2 separate regions of the Mus musculus genome follow, and region 1 is linked to region 2. The links are chromatin contacts, called in public ChIA-PET maps. All regions are on one chromosome and are shown on one strand. The core of a region is the stretch at or near the end of the contact, and the rest is flanking DNA. Distances in the headings are between cores, read along the strand shown.

What was found. ChIA-PET counts read pairs in DNA pulled down with a chosen protein or histone mark.
Region 1: a contact with region 2 is called in an RNA polymerase II ChIA-PET map of memory CD8 T cells, with 194 read pairs. The contact joins the promoter of Get1 here to the enhancer-like site in region 2. A contact is called at or near these places in 4 of 39 promoter capture datasets (the 3T3-L1 cell line, hippocampal neurons, liver and 1 more), 2 of 15 datasets of contacts at CTCF or cohesin (the NIH/3T3 cell line and embryonic stem cells), 17 of 484 Hi-C or Micro-C datasets (B cells, CD8 T cells, MC3T3-E1-derived osteoblasts and 12 more), 14 of 115 datasets of contacts at active chromatin or transcription factors (the HPC-7 cell line, bone marrow-derived macrophages, craniofacial prominence and 11 more) and 3 of 9 other capture datasets (adipose tissue, liver and pancreatic islet).

What each region holds. Positions count from the first base shown.
Region 1 is chr16:96,143,131-96,149,476 of GRCm38.p6, forward strand. Get1 (guided entry of tail-anchored proteins factor 1) reads left to right here and starts at 2,270. Exons shown (of 5, transcript NM_207301.3): 1 at 2,270-2,448. The coding sequence starts at 2,347.
Region 2 is chr16:96,059,130-96,065,523 of GRCm38.p6, forward strand. Brwd1 (bromodomain and WD repeat domain containing 1) reads right to left here. Exons shown (of 42, transcript NM_145125.3): 8 at 5,621-5,842; 9 at 1,870-1,970; 10 at 453-523. Among named protein-coding and RNA genes, the nearest start is that of Brwd1, 20 kb to the right of the region's middle. Within about 2 kb of position 2,097, at least 5 of the 459 cell types and tissues checked have an H3K27ac peak or open chromatin away from gene starts, as enhancers often do. A contact at or near this core is called in memory CD8 T cells, where this site is marked.

The sequences.
Region 1 (6,346 bases), core at 1,020-3,519, 84 kb after region 2:
AGAAATCCGCCTACTCCTCCTGAGTGCTGGGATTAAAGGCGTGCGCCACCACTAGCCTCAGCAAGACCACAAGATGGAGGAACCTCAGAACTGTCACACCCTGTCACAATAGCAGAATCAAAACACAAATAAGAGCTCATTATGAACTTTATGTGCCAGAATTTGTACCAGATCTTGATTGATATTTTCACACTTTCCTTTTTTTTAGATTTGTTTGTTTATTTATTTATTATATGTAAGTACACTATAGCTGTCTTCAGACACCCCAGAAGAGGGCATCAGATCTCATTATGGATGGCTGTGAGCCACCATGTGGTTGCTGGAATTTGAACTCAGGTCCTTCAGAAGAACAGTCAGTGCTCTTAACTGCTGAGCCATCTCTCACCAGCCCTTCACACTTTCTTTATACATGTTAGAACTCAGTCTTCAGCTGAGAACTGTTTTTGAGAGTGCTCAACAGGAATTAGGAGCTGTCAAACTGAGATGCCCCTGAGAGCCAGGAAGAGCTTCTCCTAGACACCTGTCTTGTTAGGTTTTACTGCTGTGAACAAACACGATGACCAAGGCAACTCTTATAAGGACAACATTTAACTGGGGCTGGTTTACAGGTCCAGAGTTTCAGGACACTATCATCAAGGAGGGAGTATGGAAGCCTCCAGGCAGGCATAATGCAGATGGAGCTGAGAGTTCTACATCTTCATCTGAAGACTGCTAGCAGAATACTGGCTTCCAGGCAGCTAGGATGAGGGTCTTAAAGCCCACACCCACAGTGACACACTTACTCCAACAGGGGCCCATCTTCTAATAGTGGCACTCTCTGGGCTGAGCACATACAAACCATCACACCACCCCAGCTGCATGTATGTTATAGGCTATTCACCAGAAATTTTTTTAGTATCTCGCCTCACCAAGAACAGAGTGGTCCTCCTGTACAGTGGGGACCTTGGTTGATAATTTCCTTTTCATTCTAAAAAGCAGAGATTTGGGATTGAAGAGCAAGCAGGTGTGTGTGTGTGTGTGTGTGTGTGTGTGTGTGTGTGTGTGTGTATGTGTCAAGGTGGGTTTGTGGGGAGGGAGACTTAGACACACTGCCATAATTTCTCACGAGGCTGCTCTTCCTTAATCTATCTAAAACCTCAGCGTGGAGAGAGAGCACCTGGCAGTCTGTCTACAGTCCAGTTGGAAGGGAAGGTTATGGAGTGGCAGTCTCCTAGTCAGCGTGCCCTTTCGTTGAGATAATTCATCCCACCGCTGCTGGTAGAAACACAGGCAGTGTTTCTAGAAGTAACCCGTTCTCTGACTAACGTGGCAGAAAAGACAGCCAACTATCTTCCACTTTATTCCCCATATACAAGTGAGCCGCGGTTCTTTTGTTATGAATACTCATCATTGCCTAAATTTAGATAATTTTATTAAAAGCTCACTGTAAACTTTTTCTTTGTGCGTGCTGAGCATGGCTGGTACCTAAGACTTCCCACATGCTTGGCAAGTCTCTACCAGTCACTATGTGATGTCTTTTGATGAATAAACTTATCTTTTAGGGTGACGATTTTCTACATTGTTCGTGTTTATTAGTGCTTAGTTTTAAAATGTAGTCGAACCATTTTACATGCGACAACGGTTTAGGAAACAGTTTCAGTTACCATCTATGATAAAGTAACTTTCTATTCATGCAGAGGCTTATCCTAAAATAAATTTATTTAAGAATAAAAGTGAGAGGGCTGGTGAGATGGCTCAGTGGGTAAGAGCACCCGACTGCTCTTCCGAAGGTCAGGAGTTCAAATCCCAGCAACCACATGGTGGCTCACAACCATCAGTAATGAGATCTGACTCCCTCTTCTGGAGTGTCTGAGGACAGCTACAGTGTACTTACAATAAATAAATAAATCTTTAAAAAAAATTCATATACATAAAAAAGAATAAAAGTGCGTTAGTTAACTCAGTAAGAACGTAAATAGTTTTCGGTTACTACAAGCAATCACAGTTTGCCAAAACCTGTTTAGCCTCCCGAAGTGGGCTATCACCCGGCTACGGAAGCCGGGAAGGCGAAAGGCGAAAATGGCTGCTAAGTAACATCCCATGCTGCCCCCTAGAGGAGGTGTAGCGTGCGTGCACCGCGGCCCGACGTGTAGCCCTAGCCGTGGCGCGCCGGCGCAGGCGCAGTTGACGACGCCGTCTCCCTGGTGCTGCCATAGCGGAACAGGACTGCAGTGCGCAGGCGCAGTTGACGACGCTGCTCCCAGGCGCTGCCGTAGCGGAGCAGGGCTGCAGTGCGCAGGCGTAGGCGAGCGCGGAGGCGCGGTCACCATGGCGCTGTCGTAGCGGTGCAGGTGCCTGGGATCCAGCATGAGCGCGTCCGAGACGGACCGCTGGGCGTGGCTGCTGGTGTTGAGCTTCGTGTTCGGGTGTAACTTGCTGCGCATCCTCCTGCCGTCCCTGTCCTCGTTTGTAAGTAGCTGCCGGGGGCGGGGAGCGGCCGAGCGCGGGGCCTTGCGCGGTCCATGCTGCAAGCTCTCTTCCTCCAGGTGCCTCCGAGCTTCTCACAGATCGCGAGGTTGCAACCAGCTCTGGAGGGTGGGAGGTCCCAAGCCACGCTTCGCGACAGAGGAGCAGCCCCGGCCCAGCATCCTCACAGGTGCCTGGCTCCGGAGCGGCTGATCCCCGGCTACAGGGAGCCCCCTTCTGTTCTGTCCGTGGGAACAAGGAACACTACAGAGCAATCTAAACAGGCCATACCGTTCTTGCACATTCAGGTTTCTGTTTATGTATGGGGGGTGTTTTTCCTGCGTGTGTATCTGTGCACTGTGTGCTTTCATTGCCAGCAGAGTCCAGAAGAGAGCGCTGGATGCTCTGGAATTGGAGTTACAGACATTAGTTATCTGCCACGTGGGTCCTGGGAACAGAACCCAGGCCCTCTATAGTAGTATCCAGTGCTCTTATCCACTGAGCCATCTCCAGCCCCAACATACTTTCCATATTTTACTCATGCCTGTATAATGAAGTCTGCACACAGTTCTCCAAAGGACTGGATGCAGAAAGGTTTAGAAGGACTTTTCTGTGTACTGGAAGAGGGATTGGGGACTACTAACTGGGGATGGATGTCCCCACACTCAATGACCTGTCTGCAAAGTTCTCTTCATCTGTCCTGCTATCTGTAGCCTTTAAACCATTTAAAAAAAACTATTTGTTATGTGAGAGTTTCGCTTGCATGTATGTAAGTGCATCACACGTATGCAGTGCTTTTGAGTCCAGAAGGGGCATTGATTCCCTGACACTGGAGTCAAGGACTCCATGTGAGCCACTATGTGAGTGTGCTCTTGACCACTGAGCTATCTCTCCACCCTCTTAATCTGTAGCCATTAAAGATTTTATGTGTGTGTGTGTGTGTGTGTGTTCTGAGTGTATGTATATGCACCATGTGAACGAGGTTGCCTGAGGAGGCCAGAAGAGGCAGTCACATTCTCTGGAACTGACTTATAGATGGTGTGAGCAGCCACATGCATGCTGGGAACTGAACCTGGATCCTCTGAAAGAGCCACAAGTGTGCTTAACCCCCAACACATCTCTCTAACCTGTATCTATAGCCTTGGAAAACATGTTCTGTAATAAACCAGTGGGCAAGATTTTTGCTCTGAGTTTCGTGAGCTGGTCTAGCAAATTGGTGAAGCCTGAAGAGGGGTCAAGGGAACTCTGACTTGTAGCTGGGCTGTGTGATTTGTGAGTGAGACCCCCCCTCCCCATCTGTGGGATTTGACACTCTCTGCAGAATGGGGAATACCTAGCATGTGAACCCACACATTTGGGATCACTGCAGTCATCTGTGTTGTGGACGGTTGGTAGGAGAGACTGAACATGATACCTTCATCATCTGTCTTTCTGGAGAGGCATCTAGTCCTTCACCCCTGTAATCTTTTTGTTAGTTTCAGTGGTTAAAGTTGCTTGTGTGTTTGGCTAGCAATCCCTTGTGGTTATGTGTGTTCTCATTCTGCTTTCTTGTGTGTTTTATTTTTCCACCGTGTGTGTGTGTGTGTGTGTGTGTGTGTGTATGTGTGTAAGGCTGAGGTCAGTTGGTGTCAAGGATAGCCCTTGGCCACTCTTCTGCCTTATTCATTGAGGCAGGGTCTCTCAGTAAAACCCAGAGTACACTGACTGGGCTAGCTTGCTGTGGGGACCCTGGCTCCCTCCCTATCTACACTCACCTTTCAGGTGGTTCCTTGTGCTTGTATAGCAGGAGTTTTAGCTCCTGAGCCGGATCCTTACCTTGAGGGTTCCACGTCCTCCTGTCCTGTGTCTTGTTCCCTTTCACCTCACAGTCGAGCTAAGGGAATGGAACTCAGATGTTTAGGGAGGCTGTGTTGGGCCATCCTCCTCACTGAGTCATGAGTTTCCAGTAGCTAGCAGGGCGGGAGGAGATAGAGATCCTGTGATCGACTCAGGGTCCTCCAGTACACGATGACCAGACTTGGGCGTGTTCTGTATTAGTCCCTCCTCACAAAGGATGGGCACTGTAGCTTACTTGTATCAGTTTAGGAGTTCTATAAAATCATGATAAGGAATTAGGAAATTATCAGTTCCTCTATACAGCATTGCTACATGAGCTTCTAACAGTGGCAGGAATGCATACCAGCAGCGGGAAGCGATTCTGGAATGAAGTCTCTGAGAATCCTGCCTCTCAGAGTGCACCCATTGCAGCCATGCAAAAATGGTGGACCATCTTCAGGAAACTCAGCTGCTTGCCATAGGCTTTCCTAGATGGCTTCTGTCAGCTGGAGTGGGTCTGGTGCCTGTGGTTGTCCTGGATGGAATTTTCCCGAGGGTCCTTCCCTTTAGGTCGGTCACGACATGCGTAGTCGAGACCGTGTAATTTATAAAGTAAGGGATCCAATGTTGTCTTAGGAGAAGGGGACACTGGACACACCGTGTGCTCATACATGGGAGGTACGCTGCTCTGGTGCCCCTGAAATGACGAGTACAGGTGGGTGAGGCTCTTGTGAGTTTTGCAGAATTCCCAGGACTGGCATGGCCGTCCTGGACTTGCAGTGTGCTGGTGCCCATGCTAAGTTCCTGACAGACCCTGCTCTGCTGTCAGTCACATGTGCACACATGCTTCAGGGGCCTGGCTGGTGTAGCCAGCTTCTCGAGGTGTGTTCAGCAGTTTTGAAGTTACCCTTTGCTTTGTGCTCCAAGCCTTAGGTACTCGCTTTCCACAGACCAGACTCTGAGCAAAGCCCTTGTTTGGAATGTTATTTATTTATTTATTTTTTGAGATAGAGTTTCCTAGCTATCTTGAAACTCACTCTCTAGACCAGGCTGGCCTGAAACTCAGAGATTGCCTGCCTCATATTTATGAGGTTAAATGATTTTAAAGGCATGCACCACCATGCCTGGTTGGGACAGGATTTTGTATGGCTTCCAAGTGTTAGGATGACATAGCAACCTACAGGGTGTACTCCTGGGGCCTTGACGGAGAGGTGTGTTCTGGGTGTTGGGCAGAATGCTGGGCCAGCAGGGCCCCGTAGGGTACACAGGCGGGGGGGGGGGGGCAGGCATTTCAGGAGGGATTGGTCCTGCCTAGGGAGTTGTGCTAGATGACCCTGGTGCTAGTCAGGGTCTGTGCAGGTTTCTGGGCTTTCTGTGTTCAGGTTTTGGTCTCTTCATACTGGTGACCTGGGTTGGTCATTTTTGAGCTTGCCTGAGGAATCCAGAAGGGAGGAGCCCGGCAGTGCATGCTATGCTGCTAGCTTTCAGATCTGTCGGCCCCTGGGTCATCAGTGACAGTGTGGCCACCGGTTCAGTCCTGGACAAGTTTGTCTATTGGCAGAGGGCATCCTGGCCAAACAGGACTGAAGCCCTGGAGGCAGGAGCACAGTATACTTCCCTGCAGGCAGCTAACGTCTGTCTGCAGGGTGGGAAGAAGGAAGCTGAGCTCCTGTCCTTTGCTCCGCTTGAGTCATCTGGGTTAAAAATTTCACAAACGTAGTGCCTCTGATTGTGAGTAATTCTGTTCCCAGGGCCTTTGTGAGTTTGAATCATCTGTTTTTTCTTCTGAGATGTACCTACTGTGGCCATCATGTTGGGTTGCAGGTGGCTGGCTTTGAACCTCTCCAGCTTCCCAAATGATGGGGTGACCAGAGCATCTCCAGGCTACTTCCCCCTGGCCCTGTGGGGCTGGGGGTGTGGCAGGAATCCATGGAGCCATAGGGTGCCGGCCTGGAACAAGAGTGGGGTCCGGGTGTGTCCAGACCCGAGATGAGTAGGAGTAAGATTGCTCCCACCCTCTGCCCCTCAGAGGAGGTTACGGAGCCCAGCAACCACAATGGGCTTCATCTCCTTATAAGGTTACATC
Region 2 (6,394 bases), core at 847-3,346:
CTGCATTGGACCTACTCTACAAAATTTGCCAAACAAGTCCACTGAACAAGAAAAGATTAAGAGTTATAATTTTACCAAGATTCTGTGTTAAATATAAACAAATCTGTAGGTAGACAGAATGTAAGAAAAATGTCCTAAACAGGGCCACTCATGTCATCATGGAATGGCTTATGAGCCTCCTTGATTCTCAATGACTCTGAGTTAGATAAGAAAGGGAGTGCGGTGGCTTCACATCACCTCCTTTGTCAAGCCTACCTCTAAGGTCTGAAGTTTGTCTTTGTTTCCTTAAACCCAGTACTTAAAAATCTACATGAAAATATACATTAAGTACAGAAAAAATTAAAATGGCCACTGTAGGTTCAGCTAGTAAGAACAGAAGTCATCAGCTACCTTTCTGATTCAGTAAATGCTAAATTAAACTAAGGAAAAGCAAGCATCAAGTATGATCTTACCAACGCTAAATGAAGAACACAGCATCTGAACACCAGGCCTTGGCTTTTCCGTGAACTTCAGGGGTCGTGGACTTTAAAAGAAGATGATATGCCTTTAGAATACATGATAACACACTTAATTAGAGCACTGGAGGTTTTTCTATGATTACGGAGTGCACACATGCCATGATGCACTCACAGAGGTGAGGACCACTTTCAGGAATGTCGTCTTCTCCACCACGACAGGGTGGAACTCAGTCATCTGGTTTCCAGAGCAGGAGCTTGCACCAAGAGCCGTATCACTGGCCCCCAACTATTGCTTCAGGCCTAACATAGTAGCATTATTAACAGCTCCTTGAGCTAGAGGTCTAACTCAACTAGTAAGCTGCTTGCTTGCCTTAGACAAACTTGAGTTTAGTAACAAACACCACATAAATGTAACAGAGCCAAGTGAGCCATGTCAACATGCTTCTGTGAGAATGCCTTGTCAATGAAAGGGTTTTAGAGTCTAGCTCCTTCTCATGTATGACAAAATACATCTCAGTATCAATCTTCAATTTTCATCAAAAATACTGAAAAGTTGGAGGCTGGAGTACATTATAAATTCAAGTAAAACATTTGCTACATGCGTATAATCTCAAAATTTGTTCACCAACATGGTAACAAAAACAAATATATATAAAATTTCCCAATTTAATTCAAGACATACTCATAAATTTCTGCCACAATGTCACAACTTTTAACCCCCGAGGGGCAAGTGCATCCCTGTGAATTACAGGCCAGCCTGATCTGCATAGCAAGTTTTAGGTCAGCCAGTCACGTGCCTTTAATCCCAGCACTCGGGAGGCAGAGGCAGGCAGATTTCTGAGTTTGAGGCCAGCCTGGTCTATAGAGTGAGTTCTAGGACAGGCAGGGCTACACAGAGAAACCCTGCCTAAAAAAAAAAAATCTTTACAAGTTCTATACAAACTGAATATAGTATTATGAGCACTCACTGGCACCCTGCAGTCACTACACTAGGTACTGAGTACTCACTGGCAGCCTGCAGTCACTACTCTAGGTACTGAGTACTCACTGGCAGCCTGCAGTCACTACTCTAGGTACTGAGTACTCACTGGCAGCCTGCAGTCACTACTCTAGGTACTGAGTACTCACTGGCAGCCTGCAGTCACTACTCTCCAGCAGCCAATGTTCTTGAATACCATCTTACTTTCTGAATTTCTGATTCCACACTTAACTCTCCATTTCTCTCAGTTTTAAATCCACATCTATTACTTGAATTTTCTTACACAACGGTGAGCTATTAAGTCCTTTAAGCATCTCTGTCTGTCAGAGTGAAGGTAATGAAAGCACATGCAATAAGAAGTTCAGGAGGAAAACATTTAGACTGCCCGTCATTACATTACAGAGGAGAAACCACCACATACAGATCACTCACCTGAACTTCAAGGACTCTAAATCCCACTGCCAGAAGCAAACAGTGCCATCAGCGCCCGTAGAAACCATGTACCGCTGAGGTCCTTTGGCCATCGGGCTAAACTGAAAGTCAAAAACACGTATGAATCATCTTCCAGAGTTTCTCCTCAGCTTACAACTTAGCAGTTGCCTCAAGCTCACGTCAACCAACATGCTAAGAAAGTAAAGTACAAATTCAAGCTGTAGGTGACATCAGTAAGAACTCTGGGAGCACTCACATGTGGTTCTGATGAACTTTCAATATAAGTAAACAAGAACCACAAGCCATGTCTTGATCTGACATGGTCGAGATCCAGTTTTAGGATACTAGAAGCATGCCAGACCGGAGCTTCAACATATCATACTATTCAGTGGAAAAACCAGACCCTCGTCCAGGAAAAGTACATGGGCATAATGACAAATGGAAAAACCTAAATTAGACCCAAGTACAAGACAAAGGTGACATCTTAGATCTAGATGGAAGCAACCGGTGGTACGGGAGGTGGCAACACAAGAGCACATTCCAAATAACATCAGTGACTTATAGACCTTACAGAATAAGCAGAGCTAAAGAAAATACCAACTTCTACTGAAACATCAGAATAAGACAGACATCTGTATTTGGCAGGTACAGTGTGCTCACCAACTAGCTAGCTAGGCAATGGTGAGCTAGGCATACATCGTTAATCCCCACTGCACTGCAGAAGCCGGTGGGTCTCTGTGTTCAAGACGAGCAAAGTGTAGATAGAAAGAGTTCCAGAGTTACATAGAGAAATTCCCAACCAAGAGAGAGAACTTGAAACTGGGCAAAGGAGAGAGAACATATGACAGAAGGCTTCCTAGACCCTGAGCCCAATAAAATAAAGAATACTGACAGTGCCGTGTCTAGAAATATGCTCTTACATCACAGGGGTTCTGCACCAACCCTCCAGAGACACAGTCTGCTGCCCGCCCCATTTCCCTCCACTATAGCTCTGCTGATCCTGCCTAGACTGACACATTGGCTTCTAACAGCTTGACAGCAGTGCTGCAGCTGCAGCAGGACCTCACTGCTCTGCATCCTTGGTTAGCTCTTATGTCACTACGTAGCCCACAATGGTTTCTTACAGTGATCCTCCTGTCTCAGCTTCTGGAACACTGGGCTTGCCAAGCATTGCCCAACACACCCACTCAATCTGCACTTTAAAATGTGTTAAGAGTGTGTGTGTGTGTGCGCGCATGCACACAGTCCACACTCTTATCTACACTTTCTAATGTGTTAACTGTGTGTGTCTATGTATGTGCACGCACACACAGTCCACATCCTTCAAACATGTTTGCTTCATTCCATACTCCACTGAAAAAATTTCAATTACAGAGTGTCTACCTGAGCAAAACCTCTCTCTTCTCTCTTCTGACCTTTCAACTCACAAATTCTTTCTCCAATTTCTTGTTGTATCCATATTCTTCTAAACTCATCGATTGCAGTTCTTTTGAGGGTTGGGTTCCTGTTTTTCAGGAAGCAAGATCTTGCTATATAGCCCAGACTGGCTTTGAACTCGGCACTAAAGGCCATGCCACCACACAGAGCTTCAGCCACAGAGCTCTTAAGTCAGCTATAGATCAACAGCAGAGTTAAGACTTAGTTGCACTTTTCTCTAATGCTCCTCCTTTATGCCTTAGGTTTGCTTGTCTCTAAATAAAGCAACTTATGCTTCTAGCCTGCACCAGACTTGCGATTACGGATCCAGGAGAACTGAGACTATTTGAAGCTGGGCTCTGGTTTCTGCAAAGGCAGATTTATTTCTAGAGCATCCTCACTTCCAGGATGAAACTCTTCTGTGACAGGGTTGCTCGTATTTTACCAGAATCCAGCACAACAGATATCTATCCTTCCAACTAACCCATGAATCCATGTCAGACATTCAATAAACATTTTAATACAAGTTCTCTTCTGTACTCTGGGGTTTTTTTTTTGGGTTTTTGTTTTTGGTTTTTTGTTTTTGGCTTTTCAAGACAGGGTTTCTCTGTGTAGCCCTGGCTGTCCTGGAACTCAGGCTGGCCTTGAACTCAGAAATCCGCCTGCCTCTGCCTCCCAAGTGCTGGAATCAAAGGCACGCGCCACCACACCCGGCTATGTACTTTTATTTATTACATTGTGACCAATGCATATCTCATTATAAAGCCTAGTTTTTAATCTCTGTGCAGTGTTTCTAGCAATTCTAAGATAAGCAAGGTGGTAATCAATGGATTCTAACATAGGATATCAGACATGCTGTGCCTTCTAACAAGAGAGTTGGCGTCTCAATTTGATCCTCTCCATGAAACAGCAGTGCTATAACCAAGAGTTCTCAAGGCCTGCTACAAGCATATTAAAACATAATCCTCACACCGGGCACTCCAAGCTTAGCAAATCAGAGCTGCACAGGAAAATGGAACCAACTCTGTACTTCACACCAAATCCAGTCAAAGGCAGCAGCAGCCATCAAAGCCTCACAAATCGGCTACCATCGCTGGGCATGGTGGTGGAGATGCACCCCTTTAAACCCCAGCACTTAAGAGGCCGAGGTAGAGTTCCAGGACACCTAGATCCTAAAGGTCACTTCATGAATGCCCGAGTACCACTGCTCTGTCAGAGAAAACTGAATTACAAGAAACACAAAGCAAAGTGGGAAGCCACCCAGGATGCCACTCCACCAGACCACAGCTGAGTCGCCTAGGGCCCTCCAACAAGCAGAGCTGGCAGTGAAGAGCAGGGACTTGAGTGTCTTTCAATTCTATAACAACTAACCACAAGATATGCAAGTTGTTTTATTTGCAATTCAAACTAAATAAAATTACTCTATTTGCATGACAACTGCCAATTTTAACCTTACCAAGTAGGTTGTTTTTAAAACAATTATACTTTAGACTTTACAAACTGAAACAGTTACAAAAGAACCTGCCACTGGCAGAATTTGCTTTAGCTACAACCTGAAGTGGTCAGGAAGGCTGGCCAGCTGACAGACACAGGGACCCACTATGCTTTTCCACATTTTCATGTTGAAAACTACTTCCCACTTATAGCAAGATTTATAAAATTAATCTAATCAACTCAACTCCACAAGTTTTAAACAGGAACGTTAACATTGCCAGTTTGTAACAGGCTCTCATCTAATTCACCCAGAAAGCCCCACCTCCTTATGTGTTGTTATTCCATAATTTATGGAAAAAAATCACCAGAGCTGGAGATGGCTCAGGGGTCAAGAGCGCTCACTGTCGCACTACTCTTACAGAAGATGTGGGTTCAATTCTCAGCACGAATAGGGCTGCTTCTAGCCTCCATGGGCACTGCACACACAATGGTGCACAGACATAGATACGAGCAAAACACCCATAAAATAAAAATAAATTTAAAAAAACATATATCCACAGTCAGAGGGTAGGCCAGTAGGGTGATAAAATGTAGAGTGTTTAAAAAAAAAAAAAAAAAAAAAAGGCCGGGTGGTGGCGCACCCCTTTAATCCCTTGGGAGCACTCGGGAGGCAGAGGCAGGCAGATTTCTGAGTTCGAGGCCAGCTCGGTCTACAGAGTGAGTTCCAGGACAGCCAGGGATACACAGAGAAACCCTGTCTCAAAACAACAAAAACAAACAAACAAACAGAAACATTAAAGAAATAAACACATATCCAAGTTTTTAAAACACCATATAATCACATTATATACTACTTCTCAGTTCCAGAAGTTAGGTTTGGTGTCACTAGGCTACAGGTTACCTGCAGAGATGTGATTGACCCCGTGTGTCCTTGCAGCACAGCAACTGGGGCGCAGGTCCTCAAGCACCACACCCTAATGATCTTATCACAGCTTCCTGCAGCAATCAGCGTGTTCTCGTAGTTCACAGCCATGTCTGAAATCTCTGCAGAATGGCCTCTTAACGTAGACAACAAGCGGCCATTATGTGTTGACCAAATCTTTACCAAGCAATCATCTGAACCCTAAGAAAAAGCAATACCCCAACACAAATGTTAACACAGCATCCATTAACCTCAAGTAGGGACCCACTATTAGCCCATTCCCTTCCAGCCAGTACTGAAATACTACTATCATCAGAAGAGACTTTTTCAAGCAAAAAACTGTCAGTGGATCGGATTCTTCCATAGTCTATTTTTACCAAATTTTCTTCCAAGAATGCAGTGGGTCCCGCCCTAAGCTCCTGTTCCCAATACCAGCTGCAGGAACAAGTCAGCTCACCAAGCTACAAAATCAACAGTTTGACACATCTAGTGAGACTCCTGGGATCAGACTACACACAGCAGTGGGGAAAGCACCCTCGTTTCAAATAAAGCAAACAAGAGTCTCAAACTTGCAATCCCCAAACCAGACAGAACTCATCATTTAACTCAGCGAAGAACGGTTTTGGTCCACTTAAAAGAAACTTTTTTTTTTCCTCCTAAAAACACTGGAAATGTCACACATTACAGTTTTCAAATAAGTACTTGAACACAGAAAGGTTGTTTTATAATGAATCTGTTTTCCTAAATCAGTGA